Regions from separate parts of the Sus scrofa genome. Here region 2 is linked to region 1. Evidence: chromatin contacts called from public Hi-C data. All regions are on one chromosome and are shown on one strand. Each heading gives the region's core, a stretch centred on a gene start, on an enhancer-like site or on the middle of the called end of the contact. The rest is flanking DNA. Distances are from core to core; before and after follow the strand shown. Region 1 overlaps TBC1D22B (TBC1 domain family member 22B). Region 2 overlaps MDGA1 (MAM domain-containing glycosylphosphatidylinositol anchor protein 1).

Region 1 (6,975 bases), core at 3,113-5,612:
GTGGTGTAGATCACAGACTTGGCTCAGATCCCACGTTGCTGTGGCTGTGGTGTAGGCCGGCAGCTGTAGCTCTGATGCGACCCATAGCCTGGGAACTTTCACAGGCCATGGGAGCGGCCCTAAAAAGCAAAAAACAAAAAACAAAAAACATAGCACGTGTAATAATTAATAGTAAAGGAACTTAAAAGTTCACATTATATACTATTAAACATTTATACTGTGTGCAGAATCACCTAGCAATACCAGAACATTCTTTGCAAAAGTAGTGTACTCAGACATGTAAAAATACTTTCCTAGTCAAATAAGGCGTTTTTTTTTTTTTTTTTTTTTCTTTTTTCTTTTTTGTCTTTTTAGGGCTGCACTAGCAGCATATGGAAGTTCTCAGGCTAGAGGGGTCAAATCGGAGCTGTAGCTGCCGGCCTACACAGCTCACAGCAATGCTGGGTCCTTAACCCACTGAGTGAGGCTGGGGATCGAATCTGCGTCCTCGTGGATACTAGTCAGGTTTATTATCACTAAGCCACAACAGGAACTCCCTCAAATAAGTATTTTGAAATAAATTTCTCTTGTTTTGAGAATCAGCGAGGTAGCAAAACACTTCCCTTGGTTTCAATTACTTTCAAAAACATGTCCTTGTATGTAAATTTTCTCAGAGTCAAACTTATTCATAGGCCCCTGGAGTCCACACACCTCATAGGTTTAGCAAGTTTCCCCTGTTTTGTTTACGTGTTGCAGAGCTGCACCCCTGCCAGCTTGCTCATCGTGGAAGATCTCTAGTTCCCAGGGTTGCCTCTGAACCCTTCTTCAGGACAGGACTCAAGCTGGCAATTTACTGGATCCCTGTGAAGATGGGGCCTACGTTTGGGCAACGTTCCACAATCCTAGGCTTGAGTTCCTGCACAAGTGGTGGGTGGAAGCCATCTGGCTCAGGGGATTTATTTACATTCGGTTTGTTATTTAGGCCTGGAACATCCCCTAGGCTTAGTGCTATTTCATTGACTAACTCTGACCTGTCTCCACAAAAGTCACTTTCAGGGTGACAGGAAATCTCGCCAAGGTTTTCTTCTACAAGATGAAAGCAAAGGATTCTGACACCAGGTGCTACTCTGGTTTAGAGCATCAGCTGGTCCTACCAACTCCCTTGCCAGTTCAGTGCCCTTTTTATGTATTTAAAGGAACTTTGAATATCAGTCTTGGAGTTCCCTGTACAGAGCTTCTCAACATCACTTCTGAGCCATCTGAGGGCTTCCTGGCACCTACCCAGACATCTCTGTGAGGTCCCTTGTTCTTTTCCCAAGGGGACTTCTCAAGCTGTAGGTGACCAGGCATTTACTTAGGTGGCTATTCTGACTTACATAAAATAATGTATCTAGGAAATTATTATCTCCATTTTACAGATGAGGAACTGGAGGCACAGAGGTTAAGGAACTTGCCCAAGGTCACAGAGTAGTGCTTGGGTGGGACGTGAACCCGGGCTTCTGTTCATAACCACTGTACTACGGCCTGCTTGTCTCAAGTAACAAGGAGAGAAGCAGAGCATGATGGAGAAGGAATGAAAACAAGAGAAATCACAGAAAAGGCTGTTTGAAGGAAATCTGGAAGAACTGATTAATTTTACTGTGAAACGGAGGTAATAATTTCCTCGATCTATTATGTCATAGTTGAACAGTTTTCAGGCTTCCTGTGGGTTACTTTGTTCTAAATTTTTCTTTTCTTTAACATAAATTATTCTTTCTTTTTGGCCGTGGTGTGCAGTGGCTTGATGTGGGATCTCAGTTCCCAGACCAGGGATTGACCCCAGGCCGAAGCGGTCAGAGTGCCGAGTCCTAACCACTGGACAGCGGGGACTCCCCGTCCCACCATCAGTGGCCTCATGACAAAGTGAACTACGTGCTCTTCTCCTATCAAGAGCTCTCCTGTCGTTTCTTTAAATTACTTTTAATGTGGCATAACTTGCATACAGGTACACAAATCGAAAGTGTACAGCGGGATGACTTTCTACATAAGTAACCACCACCCAGACCAAGATGGAGAACATTTCCTGTGCCCAAAAGACTCACATCCCTCCCCAGTCGATACTCTCTTTGCAACCGCTGACCTGACCTAAACCCTCAATTAATTTCGTCTCTTTTTGAACTTCATGCAAATGCTGTCTTACAACCTTATTTCCAAAATCATCATGACACCTTTAAATATATTTTAGTGGCAAAAAACTAGCTTAACTGGGGATCCTTGGGGAAGTGGTTGATTCCAACGTTGGGGCAAAAAAAAAAAGATAAGCTGGGATCATTTTGTGGTGTCAGAAAGTAAAGAAATGCTTTAAAGATAATGGAGTCAAAGGAGTCGACTTACAGGAGCACCCAAGGGCCAAAGCTGGGACAATGTGAACAGAAAAAAATAAATAATGACGGTGTTGGAGTTGCCTAATGACCTAGTGGTTAAAGATTCGGCATTGTCACTGCTGTGGCTTGGGTTGGATCACTGGCCCAGGAACTTTAACATTCTGCAAGCTCGGCCAATAAATACATAAATAAATACAAAGAAATTTCAGTGTCTCCCCAGAAAATACTTATTTCATTCTTTTGTCTTTTTGCCTTTTAGCGCCACACCCATGACATTTGGAGGTTCCCAGTCTAGGGGTCCAATTGGAACTGCAGCTGCTGGCCTATGCCACAGCAACACCAGATCCTTAACCCACTGAGTGAGGCCAGGGATCAAACCCGTGTCCTCATGGATGCTAGTCGGGCTTGCTAACCGCTGAGCCATGATGGGAACGCCTGAAGATACTTATTAATTACCTAGGGTTAAAAAGCAACTGTACAGTGGAGAAGCCTGGTAGACCCGCCTACACCAAGCAGTCAGGGCAGCAGTGATGACTGGACAAGACGGTCTCCGGGATGGCACATCACCTCTGTGGTTTCTTCACTTTGAAAAGGATGACCCTGGGAGTTCCTGTCGTGGCGCAGTGGTTAAGTGGTTAACGAATCCGACTAGGAACCATGAGGTTGCGGGTTCGGTCCCTGCCCTTGCTCAGTGGGTTAACGATCCGGTGTTGCCGTGAGCTGTGGTGTAGGTTGCAGACGCGGCTCGGATCCTGCGTTGCTGTGGCTCTGGCATAGGCCGGTGGCTACAGCTCCGACTCAACCCCTAGCCTGGGAACCTCCATATGCCTCGGGAGCGGTCCAAGAAATAGCAACAACAACAAAAAAGACAAAAGACAAAAAAAGAAAAAAAAAAAAAAAGAAAGAAAAGGATGACCCTCAACTGCACCACGAGTAAGGCAACTCCAAAGTAAGGAACATTCTACAAGCTAATTAACCACCTCTTCAAAAATTTTGAAAATTTTCTTCGTCATGGAGAACAAAGATGAGAAGCCTGGTCCAGAAAAAGGACATTAATGGAGAAACTGGTAAAACTCAAAGACTGTAAATGAATAACACTATATCACAACAAAATTCCTGGTTGGTTAATTGCAGCATGGTGTTTAAGATGTAAATATTGGAGTTCCCGTTGTGGCGCAGTGGTTAATGAATCTGACTAGGAACCATGAGGTTGCGGGTTCGGTCCCTGCCCTTGTTCAGTGGGTTAACAATCCAGAGTTGCCGTGAGCTGTGGTGTAGGTCGCAGATGCGGCTCGGATCTCGCGTTGCTGTGGCTTTGGTGCAAGCCGGCAGCTACAGCTCCAATTCGATCCCTAGCCTGGGAACCTCCATATGCCGCAGGAGCGGCCCAAGAAATGGCAAAAAGACAGAAAAAAAAAAAAAAAAAAAAGATGTAAATATTAAGTTGATATTAACATTTTTATAAGTGTAAAATTATTTCAAAATAAAAAGTTAAAAAAAAGGAATCGAGACGAAACTTTAAAATATGTGGCTTGAAGGGAGAAAAGAGTCCCATTGTTATTCTATGGGTTGCTGCAGAAAGACCTCAAATCCCATCGGATAATCAAAGATGCTACCCAGTAAAGAATACCTCAATGTCTAGCAAAGTTTTAAAGTCATAGACTATTTTTTGTTTGTTTTTGGTTTTTGGCTGCGCCCGGGCCAGGGATCAGACCTGGGCCACTGCAGTGACGATGCCCGATCCTTAACCCAGTGTACCACAAAGAGACTCCTAAAGTCACAGACTATTGTCCTATGCTCTGCTGACACTGTGAATTGCTAAAGCCACCTGGGAATCACCTTCACCTCCCTGAGCTAATCTGGGAGGCACTTTTATTACACATGACAAGGCCCTCTGTGCCTGGCTCGTGAAAACCAATTAGACCTCATGCTCCACCTCAACCATGTTATCTAAAGTGATAGCTCACGATGCACATGGCCAGTCCAGCCCCTTGTCCTCATCTGTCCCAGGGTATCACACACTCTGCTGGCTGGCAGAAGCCAATGCTCTCTACCCGCTGCCCGCAGCCTCGGCCCCACAGCTAGCGCCTACTCAGAGACCCCCTTTGCCCCTTTCTTCTGAAGCCCTTCCTTGGGCAAGTCAGTCCTTCCTGCCTTTCCATCTATCAGCTGAAAGCACCAATTACAGAGTGGGTCTGCCCAGGGTGCTGCTGCTCTAGAGAACACCCAGGGTAATAGCCAGAACTCAGAAAAGCATCCACCTTCTCTGGCTTCCCCCGCTCCCACTTTTAAAACAAATACACGCCCCTTAAAACAAACAAACCATCCCTCAGTTCAGCAAAGCACAGAGCCCACTGCCGTCCTCATGACCAGGAACCACGCCCAGGCCTCTCTCTGCAGACCTCGGCGCCTGCCGTCTCTCTCAATCCCCACTCCCCGTCCCCTCTCCTGGGCCTCCCACCACCTGACACATCACTGACACATTCCCGTCCCCACCCCAGGCTTCCAGGATGCGGCGTACCCACCTTGCTCCTCGCCTCTCTTCCGTGGCCTCCTGTGCGGAGGGTGCCTTGGGCCCTCCTCACTCTGTCCGCTCATAGCTCCTTAGGAGCTCACCCTGGCTTCAAGGACCCCCAAGCTGAAGGCTCCTAAACCTAAATGTCCAGCCCAGCCTTCTCACTTTTAATCCAGACTCAAGATTTATTCTACCCAGCCACGTCTAATGGCATTTAAAATACTACACACCCCAAGATGACCTCCTGACCTCTGTCCGTTAACCTGCTCCTCCTGCAGCCTTCTCACAAACTGAAGTCACCCTGACTCGTCCCTGGTCATCCTCCACACCCAATTCCTCAGGAATCGCTGCTGGCTATACTGACAGAACATATCCAAGATGAGGCCACATGTCACACCTCCCTCCCACTCCAGCCTCAGGCCTCACCTGGAGGCCTCCTGGATGGCCTCCCTGCCTCCACCCTTGCCCACACCTGCAGGCTACACAGAAGCCAGAGCATCCTCTGAAACCCCAGCAGACCATCCCCTCCGTTGCTCAAGATGTCTCACGGCTCCCCTTCCACACAGAGAAAACCCCAAGTCCTTACTCTGGCTATGAGGTCTTCATGATCTGGGTCCCTTGTGACTCTTCTGGCCTCACCTCTTCCACTCTTCCCTTGGGCCACTCTGCTCCAGGCCACACTGGCCACCATCATGGTTCCACAAAGCCCAGGCACATGGTGACCTTACGACCTTTGCAGGGTGCTTCCTGCTGCCTGGACGCTTTCCCCCAGGTGTCCACATGTCTCATACCCTCACCTGCCCCCAGCCTTTCCCAAGTGTCACCTCCTTTATCCAGCCTCTGCTTTATTTGAACTGTGACCTGTCCCTTCCTGACCACCTCATAATCCCTTTATCCTGCTCTACTTTTTTTCCAAAAAAATGTATTGCCTTCTACTATTCTTTTTAACTTACGACTTACCATGCTTCTGTTTACTCTAGTCTCTCCCCAGTTAGCATGGAAGCTCTACAGAAGAGATGTGTGTTTTACTTCCAGTGGATCTCACTCCGGCAACGGCGCCCAGAACGTGGCAGACATTCAACTACGATGTCTTGTGGGCGATGACCCGAAGGTCTCTTGACCCGCCCAGCACTATCTGGGCCCCACTGGCTCCTACCAACTGGGAGGGCAACCTCTTCTGAGCGTCCTTTCTCCCTTCCTCTTCCCAGCCAGGTACTTCTATCTACAGGGCCCCACTCGCCGGGTAACTCCCACTCTGACGCTCCCCTGCAGCCCAGGCTGAGGTCCGGGCCACTCACCTGAAAGTCCTCCTCGTCCAAGATCTCTTTCCTCCACTTGATCAAGAAAGCTGCACACACGTAGAGATGAAAGTGGGAGAACCCTTCTGGTTCGGACTGGGAAGGGAAAAACAGAGTCAGGTCTGCAAGTCCTGACCCAGAGCTGGCTCCACGCCCTCGGGTCCAATCCTTCCGTGAGGTGCAGACGCCCCACGCCTGAGGCTATGGCAGACACAGGGGAAGGAAGGAAGGGGGGAACTTCTGAGCCCTGCGTTGCACGGGGCTGGGCGCTCGGGCGGCCTGGCGAGGGAGGGGCGGGTGGTGGTGGGGGGTCTCCTCTTACCTGGTATGTGTCCCACAGGCGGATGGTGCAGCGAAGGGGGAGCTCCCGCATGAGCAGGTTGTTCATCCAACGGAAAGCAAACTGTAGGTATTCGACCTCGTACCTCCTGAAGTGATTATGTACCTGCTCTGAAACAGCAAGTGTCATTGGCCCCCGAGCGCAACCTAAGGGATCAGTCTCACGAGCCAAAAAGGCCGTTTCCATGTCTTTTCACACACCCCTCCCTGTGCACCCCGGCCCCACTGGGGAGGTCAGATGCAGAGGGGCCACCCTGGCAGCTGACTATCCTTCGTGTCTGACTCCCCACCTCACAGCAGCGGCGCGTGGCTGACCCAGCCCCGCCTGCGGCAGAGCTATTTTAACATCCCAGTGATGTCCCTTTGCGGGGTGCTCGAGCCACAGCAGGAGACAGAAAGCTCACATGGCTGCCTGACCTTGTTACTTAGAGAAGGAGCCAGAATGGAAAAGAACGTGGGGGTCACCTTGGCCACTGGCACC
Region 2 (6,201 bases), core at 1,816-4,315, 350 kb before region 1:
ACAATATGAGGGCCCTGGGCTGTGGCCAAGTAAGATTTTTAATGATGGACACCTTGATGATCAAAATTGGCTTGGACTCACAATCTTGGCTTGAGTTTCCCAGAAGCAGATCCTGAGATAAGGAGCCAAGGGTGGGCAGTTTATTTGGAACGTGAATCCAGGAAGCTCTGGGAGGGGAATAGGGTGAAGAGACAGGGAAGCGAAAGAACCAATAGAAGGTTCCTTTTTAAGCCAGTCACCACCATGTTCCCTGGGGACCTCTGGGACATTGTAAAGCACACTTCAGAGTTACCCCACCATGGGGATGTGGGGGTTGGGGCATGTATACACTATGTCTCATCTGTCACTGGTTGAGGGCTGCCCCAGGGGGTGTTAATTTCCTGGTACTCAGCCCTCCACACACACAGGCAGCACACACAGGAGCACACACAGGCAGCGCGAGCTCTAGGGGCCAGAGCCAGCTTCAGGCAGAGAGAGGAAGGTGCTGGCAGGTATGCCCTGAAGTGGTTGGGGGGTAGGGAGGGAGTAGGGGGCACCGCCAGCCTGTACTACCTCCTGCCTGAGCCATCGGTCTTGCTTTTTCAGATCCAGCCTGCTCTGCTGGACTCTTTGTTCTTAGGTCTTGTCTTCTGAAATGCGTGTATGAATCAGCCCTGATTCCAGGCTGAAAACTCTCCCCTGCAGCCACCAGCCCTGTGAGCTGCTCATTTGCCTCCTTGGATTCTGGGATTGGAGCCCCAGCACATCCATTTCCCCAAGATCCTCTCCTGAGAGGATCCAGGGAGGCCTCACAGCTGGGAAGGGCAGGGTTGGGGGTCACTGAGGACAACTCCGAGTCTCCAGGTCCTTTGGACATTGCATGAGAGGCACGAACGTTAGCTCCCTACCTGCTGAATTCAAAACTAAGAAAGAGATGGGGACAAGCTCTGAGAGCAGAAGATCGCCCCTTCTCTCTGCAGGCAGGATTCTCTGCAGGTAACGAGGTCTGTTGCATTCTGTCCCTTCCTTCTCCTGTGGGCCATGATCAGGCCAGCCTGCCTCCCTGAAGATCCCTGTGCCTTCTGGGTCAGGATCAGAACAGCACCTCCCTCCTGTTGTGAATTTCTGTCTTTTCACTACCAACTGGGACCTGAGATTAATTAATTAAGTAAATATTTACTGAGCACCTCCTATGCTCCTGACACTGTTCTAGTTCCTAAGGAGTCAGCCTAGAGCAAGACAAAGAGATGGTCTAGAATCACAGGCTTGTGGAATCAGAGCCTGGAGGGATCTTAGGGCAAAACAAATCATTTGACAGAAGAGAAATCTGAGGTAGAAAGAGGCCACACAGCAAAGAAGGAGCCCAGCTTGGAATCCTGGAAGGTCAGAGGTAACAGGCCTGGGGGTCCCCTGGCCCCTGGCTGCTCAGTTTAAGAGGCAGAAACCAGTGGTCAGATGGGAGTTCCCTTGAGGCACAGTGGGTTGAAGATCCAGCATCGTCACTGCAGTGGCTTAGGTCGCTGCTGTGACATGGGTTTGGTCCCTGGCCTGGGAACTTCCATATGCTGTGGGCACAACCAAGGACCACACCAACCTCTACCTGCCAGTGAACACACCTTCTCTCTCACATCTATCTTCCAAGTCAGATCTGGGCTTTAGGTTACTGAAGGGAGTGTGTGTGTGTGTGTGGTGTTTATGCACACGTGCATACATGTGGCTTCACGTGCCAAGGCCAGCAGGCAGGAGACATGAGAGGCTTTCTCTAGATCAAACCACCCCACCTTCTGGGGCATTCAAGAGGCTGCAGCGAGTTCTCCCCGTCCCTCCTGCTTCTCCCCGGCTCCCCTGCAGCCATGGCCCCAGGCATTGCCCACTGGTACAGCGGGAGGGCTCCACACCAAGGGATGCCCTTATGTGCCTGAAGCAGCTTGACACCGACACCGGCCTGGCTCACTCCCTCGCTTTCACAGGAGCTGAGGGAGCAGGGGGCTCTGAGGCTGCCCAGGCTGAGTGTGGGCTGCTTCCCCCCCTGGCCAGTCTCCTCCCCTCATTTCCTTGGAGCTGAGGCCAGTGAAGGCTGTAGCTCCTCCAGGCCCCCCTGCAGGATTATAGAACCAGGCTGAGGGGTGAAAGGAGTGATTGGTGGGGAGCCCTGGCTGCTGGTGGAGATCATTGTGTGTGTGTGTGTGTGTGTGTGTGTGTGTGTGCGCGTGTGCACGCACAGAACCAGTGACATGAGATAAACTGCTCTCACCAGGCTCCTCAACAGGAGCTGAATACATTGCCCAAGCCCTCCCTGCCCTGGGCACAGACGCTTCATCAGTACTTTTCGTGCACTCATAGATACACGTGGGCGTGTGTGTGCTGAAGGTGTGGGTGCGTGTGACAATGCACACAGACCGTGTGTTTACGTGCAGGGAGTCATGTGTGTATGTGGCGGGGGACTGCAGACCTCCTTGGGGACTTCTCGGGTCCACCTTTATCCCACTGCTCCTCCGGGAAGCCCCTGGTCGTCCTTGCCTTGTTTCCCAGCTGGGGGCAGGAACGGGCATCCAGCACTTAGGACCATCACCCGAGCGCTTCTGTCCAGCCTGGGTTATAGCTGCCCCCGCCCCCTCTAGGAGACCTGAAGTGGGGGCAGGGACAGGCCGAGGCTGGCCTGAAGCTCCTGGCTAATTTTCCCGGCCTCCATCGATCCAGCAGCTTCTCCTGAGTCTATTAGCAGTCGGCGAGTGAAAATATCCCCCATCGCAAGCCCTGACCTGAGACAGGGAGGAATCCATAGCAATTTGTTCAAACAGAGGAAAGCGTTTCCCTCTGATTTGTATTCCAATTTATTCCAGGCAGGAAAGGGGTCAGGGTGGGGGGATGAGCCCTGGCACGGCCAGAGCTGGGCCCAGGCCACCCCCTCTGCCCCCCATGCCAGTCCGGGTGGCAGCTGGTGCTCCCCATGGTTCCTGGGGTGGGGGTGAGGAAGGGAGGGTGGGCCCCAGCCGGGGGACGGGAAGAGAGACCCGCCAGCCTTCCCAGCAGGCCCCGCTTGGCTGGAGAGCTCAGTTGTGGGTTTGGTTTTTACAAAATACAAAGCCGCCCGCTTGGAGCCTCTCTTCCCAGGCACTGGGGTCTGTGCCAGGCGTGCGCTCACCCGCTGTGCCCGTGCCAGGGTGGGGGCTGGGCTGGGCGCACGGACACAGTGGCCCCAGCTGGGCTGAGTGGCTGGGATGCTTCTTCTCCCGAAGTCCTGCCCAGCCAGCCTCGGAGGAACAGAGCTGCTCAGGCTCGGAGGGGCACTGGCACCTTGGAAAGGCCCCTTGCAGGGCAGAGGGGCCCTCAGAGGGATCCCTGAGCACATCTGCGGTGTTCATGCCTCACTCCAGGTCTGAGCAAATTGGAGTTCACGCTTGTCCTAACCAGGAAGTCTCTCGAGCACCTATGATAACAAGGGCCCTGGCTGACATGTATTAAGTACCAGCCACTTGCTGGGCACTGTGCTAACGCCGCCAAGCCCCCAGCTTTTGCAGGGCCCAGGCTTCTTCCTGCACCTCACTTTCCCGCATCTTCTGCATGCTTCCGTCACCTCCTGCACCCACCTCTGCTCAGTGTTTCTCAGTTTCTCCTGGGAGTCCCTTCTCTCTTCCCACTTGAGGGTGGCCCTAGTGATCGAGGGGCTCAGGATGGGTGCCTCTGCAGCCCCCCTTTTCCAGAGGGACTTCACAAACAGGCTAGCTGCCTTTCTTCTGGGTCACTCCTCTCTGCCCCACCTCGCCTTCCCCGCCCCGCCAAGGGCCCCAGCCTCTGCAGAAGTGGCTCCATGGCAACCAGAGAGGAGGATTCTGGGAAGGGTCAGCCAAGTGGTCCTGCAGCTCCCCCACCCCAGGCCCCTGCCCTCCACCATTTCCATTCCCTCCTGCCTCAGCGCCCCCAGGGAGCAGAGTAACTGGAGAAGTTCTTCACACTGAGGTGTCAATGACTAGCAGCTCTGAGGTCAGCTGTCGCACATGACTGCCAGGCTCCATGACACCGCCAAGGTCTAATTTCAGAAGCAAGCAACTAAATATATCAGAGTCCATGAATAGTCATCTTTCTCACTCAGGCGGGAGTGTAGGGAGGCAGCGTGGCCTGAAGGCTCGGATCAGAGGCTTCTGAAATAGATCAGGGTTCGAGTCCTGCCTCAGCTGCTCTTTGGTTGTGTAATCTGGGCAGGTTGTACTCTGTGCCTGAGTTTCCCCAGGCACAAGATGGTGATAATAATAGCACCTTCCTTGGAGTTCCCATGGTGGCTCAGCGGTAACGAACCTGACTAGTATCCATGAGGATGCTGATTCCATCAACACCAGATCCTTAGTGAGGCGCAGGAAGAAGCCTGGGCCCTGCAAAAGCGGGGGGCTTGGTGGCGTTAGCACACTGCCTAGCGAGTAGCTGGTACTTAATACATGTCAGCCAGGGCCCTTGTTATCATAGGTGCTCAAGAGAGACTTCCTGCTTAGGACAAGCGTGAGCTCCAACTTGCTCAGGAGGTTAAGGATCTAGCGTTGCTGTGAGCTGTGATATAGGTCGCAGATGAGGCTCAGATCCCGCATTGCTGTGGCTGTGGTGTAGGCCGGCAGCTGCAGCTCCAATTTGACCCCTAGCCTGGTAACTTCCATATGCTACAGGTATGGCCCTAAAAAGAAAAAAAAAAAACCAGCGCCTTCCTCAGGGGGCTGTGGCAAGGCACCACTCAGTGGGTTAAGGATCTGATGTTGCCCTGAGCGTCAGTGTACATTGCAAACGGCTTGGTTCTGGTATTGCTGTAGCTGTGGTGTAGGCTGGCAGCTGAAGTTATGGTTTGACTCCTGGCCTGGGAACTTTCATATGCCTAGGGTGCAGCCCTAAAAAAAAAGTTCCCTTTGAGCTATTTTACCAGTTGGGAGATAGGTGTGTTTTGCACCCAGCCCTTTACTGCTCCTCCCGTCGCTGCCCGTTCCAGAACTCACCTTCCTCCTAAGAGGCAACTCCCCCTCCTCTGTCCTCAGCCCCTAGGAGCCTCCTAATGGCAATGATTTTTCTGTCCCTTGCTGTGATTGAACTCTGGGCCAATTGGCCTCCCCCATCTACAGGTCCTTCACTTTTTCTCCCCTAGCCTACTGGGTTTCAAGTCATTTACAGGTTGTGCAGAGGCTCAGCATTATAATCAGATCCTACGGTGCATGCCACTTATGTGGTTTCTAAAATTTTAGCCAAAAAAGGTGAGAAATCCTTCAATGATGGAGAAAAAAAAATAATGAGAATACTTAAGGTGGGGGGGGCAGGTATTACATTTCCATTTCCTGGTTTATAAATATACCGGATGGTAAAGAAAATATGTTCTCCAACTTTATGCCTCCAGAATTGACTCTTGAAAAAAAAAAGGATTGTTCATCCCTTTCAGGAATTTAACGTGCTTTCCCTCCCAGGGGTGTTCTCCTTTCAGAAGGGACACAGAAGGAGAATGAACAGGAGTTCCTGTCGTGGTGCAGTGGTTAACCAATCTGACTAGGAACCATGAAGTTGCGGGTTCGATCCCTGGCCTTGCTTGGTGGGTTAAGGATCCGGCGGTGCCGTGAGCTGTGGTGTAGGTCACACATGCGGCTTGGATCCCGCATTGCTATGGCTCTGGCGTAGACCGGTGGCTACAGCTCCTATTAGACCCCTAGCCTGGGAACCTCCATATGCCGCGGGAGCGGCCCAAGAAATAGCAACAACAAAAAGACAAAAAAAAAAAAAAAAGAGCTGAAGGAAGCAACAACGGTGTGAGCTCTGGACGTCTGGGGAAGAGCAGTCCAGCAGAGGGAGCTGCAAGTGCAAAGGTCCTGAGGTGGAAGTAGGCTTGGCCTGCTTGAAGGGCCACAGGAAAGCAGCACGGCTACAGCCCAACCGGAGGTGGGGATGGCAGCAGATGCAAGGCATGGCAGGCGGTTGAGAAAAGCTATGCCTTTGACTTGAAGTGGGATGGGAGCCACAGTAGGATTTTGAGCGGAGGAGGATTGAGAGCTGACTTATTGTTGTAGGGATCCCTCTGGCTGCTTGTGGAGAACAGACTGTACCAAACAAGGGAGGAAGCAGGGTAGACCTCCGGATGGAGGCTGCGGTAAAGATCCAGGCCGGAGACGGTGGTGGTGGCTAGGACCAGGTTGGTGTTGCAGGAGTCAGATTAGGAATCAGTTCCGAAGGTCGAGCTGGTAGATTGGGCATGGGGTGTGG

Evidence for each region. Hi-C and Micro-C count contacts between places; a contact is called where the count stands out from the background.
Region 2: a contact with region 1 is called in a Hi-C map of heart right ventricle, with 5 times the contacts expected there. The contact joins two enhancer-like sites. A contact is called at or near these places in 1 of 5 promoter capture datasets (liver) and 14 of 47 Hi-C or Micro-C datasets (alveolar macrophages, embryonic fibroblasts, fetal liver and 9 more).

The regions. Positions count from the first base shown.
Region 1 is chr7:32,896,973-32,903,947 of Sscrofa11.1, reverse strand. It overlaps TBC1D22B (TBC1 domain family member 22B), which reads right to left. Exons shown (of 13, transcript XM_003128372.4): 11 at 6,478-6,605; 12 at 6,156-6,251. Among named protein-coding and RNA genes, the nearest start is that of RNF8, 31 kb to the left of the region's middle. Within about 2 kb of position 4,362, at least 1 of the 83 cell types and tissues checked has an H3K27ac peak or open chromatin away from gene starts, as enhancers often do.
Region 2 is chr7:33,249,740-33,255,940 of Sscrofa11.1, reverse strand. All of the region lies in intron 1 of MDGA1 (MAM domain-containing glycosylphosphatidylinositol anchor protein 1), which reads left to right. Among named protein-coding and RNA genes, the nearest start is that of MDGA1, 16 kb to the left of the region's middle. Within about 2 kb of position 3,065, at least 20 of the 83 cell types and tissues checked have an H3K27ac peak or open chromatin away from gene starts, as enhancers often do.